Linked DNA regions of Macaca mulatta: region 1 is linked to region 2. Evidence: chromatin contacts called from public Hi-C data. All regions are on one chromosome and are shown on one strand. The core of a region is the stretch at or near the end of the contact, and the rest is flanking DNA. Distances in the headings are between cores, read along the strand shown. Region 1 holds the start of ZNF839 (zinc finger protein 839). Region 2 holds the start of HSP90AA1 (heat shock protein 90 alpha family class A member 1).

Region 1 (2,933 bases), core at 155-2,654, 220 kb before region 2:
ACTTTCTGGGCTCCAAGGATCCTCCCTCCTCAGCCTTTCAAGTAGCTGGGACCACAGGCATGTGCCAACACGCCTGACTCATTTTTGTATTTTTGGTAGAGATGGGGTTTCACTATCTTGCTCAGGTTGGTGTTGAACTTCAGAGCTCTAGTGATCCTCCTGCCTTGGCCTCCCAAAGTGCCTGGATTACAGGCATGAGCAACTTTGCCTGGCCCACATCTTTCTTCTTACCCTCACACTAGGCTAATAATTAGAAAATTTTAGGATAGAGGTTACTGTCCCTTGGTACTTGGAAAGCTGCACTTCTCTGTCTACTATGTCTAGTTTTGCTGCTGAGAAGTCCAACATCATGCTGGAACCCAATCTTTTGGATATGATCAGTTTTTCTCTTTTGATACTTTTGGAACTTCTCACTCTCCCTATTGCTCTGAAATATCATGAGATGCTTTGGTGCCAGTCTTTTTTATTCATGTATCCCACATGCCTAGAGCAATACCTGGCAAATAGGTGTTTAATAATATTTGTTGAATGAGCTGGGAGTGGTGGCTCACGCCTGTAATCCCAACACTTTGGGAGGCCAAGGCAGGCATACTACTTGAGGTCAGGAGTTCAAGACCAGCCTGGCCAACGTGGTGAAACCCCATCTCTACTAAAAAAAAAAAAAAAAAAAAAAAAAAAAAAATTAGCTGGGCATTGTGGGATATGCCTGTAATCCCAGCTATTCAGGAGGCTGAGTCAGGAGAATTGCTTGAACTCGGGAGGCAGAGGTTGCAGTGAGCCGAGATCACTCCATTACACTCCAACCTGGGCAACAGAGCGAGACTCTGTCTCATAAAAAAAAAAAAAAAAAAAAAGAGAAAAAAGAAAAAGAAAAAGAAAAGAAAAACTGCCCAGTCGCTGTGGCTCACGCCTATTATCCCAGCATTTTGGGTGGCCAAGGCGGGCTGATCACTTGAGGTCAAGAGTTCGAGACCAGCCTGGCCAACATAGTGAAACCCCGTCTCTACGAAAAATATAAAAATTAGCCGGGTTTGTTGGCGGGCACCTGTAATTCCAGCTACTCAGGAGGCTGAGGCAGGAGAATCGCTTGAACCCGGGAGTGGGAGGTTGCAGTCAGTCAAGATCGTGCCACTGCACTCCAGCCCGGGCGACAAAGCGAGACTCCGTCTCAAAAAAAAAAAAAAAAAAAAAAAATTCGCGTAGAAGCTCCCAAGCCCAATTAAAGCTCAAGGCTATCGTCCACGTAGTGGGTTCCAAATCGTTCAGTTCCCAGGCCAGCAAAGAAAGCGAGCCGGGTGAAAGTCGCCTCTGTGCGAAGGCGGGGAATTGCACAGTATTTACATGGAAGCGCCGGAGAGGTTGCTTAGCAACCCTGCTGAGCGAACGGGCTTCACTGCGCACGCGTATACGGGCGGAGCATCTTGCGCACGCGCGAGCGACAGGTCGTGGCGTTCAGGGCCTGACGGTTGCTAGGGTGACAGGGACACAACATGGCGGCCGGATGCTAACGCTCTCCTTCGAGGGACCACCACGGAGATCCTAGTGCGGGACCCCGCCTCAGGGAAGTGGAAAGCAGGGGGACACCCTTCCTGCGTTTTTCTTTTCCGTCCAGTGTCGGCAAGGGGTTGTCGCCAGCTTCCGCATCCAAGATGAAGAGTGAGTGGGACCAGGGATGGGGGCAGGGACTGGAGAGCGAGTGGCGGGGGCGGGAGGGACTGGGGGAGCTTGAGGGGCCTGTGGGGCCGGCGGGGCCGGGCGTCGTCGCCTTCTGCCGTGGCGGCTCTGCATGTGGACCCCGAATCCCCCTTGGCTGGAAGAAGCCGGTGCCCCTGGGGGAAGCTCGAGGGGTTGGGGCTAGGTTGGGAACTTTGGGGTCTCGGAGAGCCGACCTAAGTCCCGTTCAGGCATATTTGGTGCCGGTGCGTAGTTCTTACATTGAAGTTTAGGGAGTTGAGTGTGATTCATTTTATTTATTTATTTATTTATTTATTTTTTTTTTTTTGAGACGGAGTCTTGCTCTGTCACCCAGGCTGGAGTGCAGTGGCCGGATCTCAGCTCACTGCAAGCTCCTCCTCTCGGGTTCACGCCATTCTCCTGCCTCAGCCTCCCGAGTAGCTGGGACTACAGGCACCCGCCACTTCGCCCGACTAGTTTTTTGTATTTTTTAGTAGAGACGGGGTTTCACCGTATTAGCCAGGATGGTCTCGATCTCCTGACCTCATGATCCGCCCGTCTCGGCCTCCCAAACTGCTGGGATTACAGGCTTGAGCCACCGCGCCCGGCCTCATTTTATTTTTTTAAATGCTGGCTCGAACCTGACATTCTTTTCTTGAAGATTCGGCAGAAACGCAGGGAGCGCTTATAGTGTGGCTCCCTGCCTTTTCATGGTACTGGTTTAGTGTCCAATTGAGAGGAAAGCTGGGCTGTGTGCTTTATTTTATTTTTTGGGTCAAGCAGTAGTGTTTTATAGGAACCATTTTTTAATAGTCATTTTGAAGCAACCTTTTAGTTAAAAGCTGTTACTTCAGAGTTGGAAAATGAGGTAGTCATTCTAGAAAATGTAACGGGTAAAAAAATTTACCTCTGGTAGGATTTGTGGATTATTGACAATCCGAGTGCAAGCAGCTAGAATGATTTTTTATTATTACTGTACATATATAATTGTTTATGGCTGTGAACCAGAGGTGCAGTAAAAATTCAGACCTTTGCTGTGAAAAGATTATGTTAGGAGTAGTTATAATGTTAAATTTGTGTTGTGTTCTAATTGTCAATAGTGTACGTTGCATAATATTTAAAATAATTCATTCACCCTTTACAAGGCATTTTTATTTTTATTTTCTTTTGTTGGATATTGTTTAATGTTTACCTTTTTCATTAACGCACTACAAAACTGTAGTTAGAATCAAAAGTCTACAAAAGACTTTACACTTTTA
Region 2 (3,342 bases), core at 476-2,975:
TGGCTGGTGGTGACAGGAAGGAAACAGGCGGAGGAGGCACTCGCCAGGGAAGACCTTGCGCCCCTTCAGCGACCTGCTCACCGCCACGCCTGCTTCCGGATTCCTCCCCGCCGGTCCCGGCTGCAGTGTAGGGAAGGCCTGGGCCGGGGGCGCCCCCCAAGGCTGCGGAACAGCTATCACGGGAGCCGGCACACACCCAGTAACCACCGCTGGGGCCCGCGCCACGTGGCTGCTAGTTTCCATCCACCCCGCTTTGTAATGCTGGGCAAGACGCTTTATGTTGATTTCACACACTCTTAAAGGGTCCCAGGCCGCAGTCTGAAAACCCCTGCTCCTGAGTAAGTTGGTTTCCCTAGAGACCAGGAAGCGGAGGTAGTTCCGTCGTTTGTTTACACGGTAAGGAGCTTCCAGATTATTCCGAGGACCTGGCTATGAGTTTAGGCAGGAGGAGGCCCAATCATGGGAGGCGCCAGAGAGGAAGAGGACATGGACGAGGCATGGGAGCCAAGTCTAAGGAACCCCAACACCTCTAAGGTTCTCATAGCTGGCCTTGACCAAAATATCTGAAAATTCTCATGTAGAAACTGGTTCTTCCAGCCTGAGCAACATGGTGAAACCCCAACTATACAAATAAATACAAAAACTAGCCGGGTGTGGTGTCCGCGCTTGTGGTCCTCCGCCCGCGCTCGTCCCAGTTACTCGGAAAGCTGAAGTAGGAGGATCACCTGAGCCCGGGAGGTCGAAGCTGCGGTGAGCCAAGATTGTGCCACAGCACCCCAGCCTGGGCGACAGAGGGACAGCCTGTCCAAAAACAAAAAAACACCAAACCTGTCTTTTAGGGAAGGTTAATCACCAAAATGTCAAGTGTTAGATACTTAATTTGGAGACCTCAAATCGATCGGCAAAACGATGGGCTTTTAAAAAGCATGCCGGGTGTAGCTGGGTAAGCATGAATTTATTCACCAAGGGCCCGATTCCCAAGCTAAGGGACCCTGAAGTGTGAAGGACATGGCTTCCGGGGAACCCAAAGGTAGGGAGCGCTCCTGAGCCAGCAGTGGGTCTGGAGACTCCCCGAGCGCGCAGGCCGCGGGACGGCGTCCCCTGCGCGCAGCAGCTAGAAGCCAACAGCCCAAAGGCCCCCAGGGAGCAGAGCCCCGCGATCCCGGCGCCGCCTGCGGCTGGATTTTTTGGCAGCGGGCGCGCCGTCCGTGAGGATGACGGCTCCGGTAGTCTCCCGGGCGTGCGAGACCCGGGGCGCTCCCCGTCCACGCACGGCCCTCCCTCCAGGCGCGCCTCCCGCCCCAGCCCCGCATTCTGCGCAGCCCGGGTGACCAAACTACACCTCACTTCAAAGGCCCCCACGCCCGGGCGTGCCCTCCGCCCGCGCTCGGCAGGTGGGAGTGCAGGGAGGAGGGCGCGGGCGGCCCCAGAAGGCGCCCGGACCTTCCCGAGAATTCCAGGCCGCGCAGGCGCATTGAGGTCGGCGCGGGGGCGTGCGAGAGGCGCGGGGCGGTGATTGAGGGAAGGTTTCCCGGGCTGGGCCATGAGCAGGGCCTGCGCGCGCCAGCGGGAGGGGCGGGCCACGGCGAGGGCGCAGGCGCAGGCGCGCGGCCGCGGCGGCGGTTGGGGAGGGTTCTTCCGGAAGGTTCGGGAGGCTTCTGGAAAAAGCGCCGCGCGCTGGGCGGGCCCGTCGCTATATAAGGCAGGCGCGGGGGCGGCGCGTCAGTTGCTTCAGCGTCTTGGTGCTGCTGTGCCGTGGAACGTTTGCAGCCTTTTAGCCAAGGTGTGAGGGGCGGTTGTGGGGGCCTGTGGAGGTGGATTGGGGAGTGGGGGCGGTTGGCGCGGAGCGGAGGCTGTGGGGGCCGAACGGGAGCCCTGAACCCGCCAGGGCCGCTCTCCCGGGAGGCCGCGCTGCCTATTCCGGAGGCCGTGGGCCCGCTGCTGTCTCCGCAGCCCGCCTCAGGAATGGGCTGGGCGGCTGCTCCCCGAGTCTCCGCGGCAGCCCCGGAGCTGGCGCCGCACGCGAGCAGAGCGGCCCTTTGGCTGGGGGCCCCCCGGGCGGCCCAGCTGGGGCGCAGGCGGAGGAGGCCGCCCTGGCGGAGCCGCGGCCCGCGCGGGAGGGCACACGGGGTGTCGGTTGGGGACCGCGGCGCGGGACTGGGCCGGGCCTGCAGTGGCCTCCCGGAAGCGCGCACACGCTCGTGGTAGTTACCGCGCTCCGAAATGAGGTCATCCTTTGTCAGCCGCCCTTCTATTTTCGGTTTACTTAAACTTCGCAAATCTGCAATCCGGCTTTAAAAATATTGGGAGGACGCGATGGAATCTCGTGTTGCCCCTGTAGACGCCCTGCAGGGTTTTAAACCGGCGCGGTGTCGTTCCAGATGCCTGAGGAAACGCAGACCCAGGACCAACCGATGGAGGAGGAGGAGGTTGAGACGTTCGCCTTTCAGGCAGAAATTGCCCAGTTGATGTCATTGATTATCAATACTTTTTATTCGAACAAAGAGATCTTTCTAAGAGAGCTAATTTCAAATTCATCAGATGTAAGTCGTTTATTAACCCAGAATAGGATTTTGGTTTCAATATGAACTTCTTGGGGGCTGTATGCTTAATTAATATTTTGTGTTAATAGGCATTGGACAAAATCCGCTATGAGAGCTTGACGGATCCCAGTAAATTAGACTCTGGGAAAGAGCTGCATATTAACCTGATACCAAATAAACAAGATCGAACCCTCACTATTGTGGATACTGGAATTGGGATGACCAAGGCTGACTTGATCAATAACCTTGGTACTATCGCCAAGTCTGGGACCAAAGCGTTCATGGAAGCTTTGCAGGCTGGTGCAGATATCTCCATGATTGGCCAGTTCGGTGTTGGTTTTTATTCTGCTTATTTGGTTGCTGAGAAAGTAACTGTGATCACCAAACATAACGATGATGAGCAGTACGCCTGGGAGTCCTCAGCAGGGGGATCATTTACAGTGAGGACAGACACAGGTAGGTACCTGAACACTCACTGGTTAAGTCAGTGGCGGAATGGTGGGGTGTTGCAACCCTTGGACCCCTGGGGATGCGGCGAAGTTCACAGAAAGTGTGTTTACCCAAGGATCAGGAACAAGCTAGAGCTCTGAATTAGTGTGTAATGGCATGACTTGGTGATTACTTCTTTTGGGCAAGGCACTTAGATCTGCTGTGGGAGCCTTTGCATCTGTAGTAAGGGCAAACCTCGCTTCATAGACACGTTATAAGGGTTAAGCATGGCGTTGAGCACTAAATTGAATGTATTATTGAGTCAATTTTCCTTATTTCTCTTGCAGGTGAACCTATGGGTCGTGGAACA

Evidence for each region. Hi-C and Micro-C count contacts between places; a contact is called where the count stands out from the background.
Region 1: a Hi-C map of fetal cortical plate shows a contact between it and region 2, with 4 times the contacts expected there. The contact joins the promoter of ZNF839 here to the promoter of HSP90AA1 in region 2. A contact is called at or near these places in 4 of 14 Hi-C or Micro-C datasets (CD4 T cells, fetal cortex germinal zone, fetal cortical plate and 1 more).

What each region holds. Positions count from the first base shown.
Region 1 is chr7:175,663,628-175,666,560 of T2T-MMU8v2.0, reverse strand. It overlaps ZNF839 (zinc finger protein 839), which reads right to left and starts at 1,404. Exons shown (of 10, transcript XM_077941739.1): 1 at 1,342-1,404. MOK (MOK protein kinase) reads left to right here and starts at 1,472. Exons shown (of 11, transcript XM_077941765.1): 1 at 1,472-1,656. The coding sequence starts at 1,650.
Region 2 is chr7:175,438,891-175,442,232 of T2T-MMU8v2.0, reverse strand. It overlaps HSP90AA1 (heat shock protein 90 alpha family class A member 1), which reads left to right and starts at 1,725. Exons shown (of 11, transcript NM_001195667.1): 1 at 1,725-1,783; 2 at 2,382-2,543; 3 at 2,633-2,999; 4 at 3,320-3,342. The coding sequence starts at 2,382.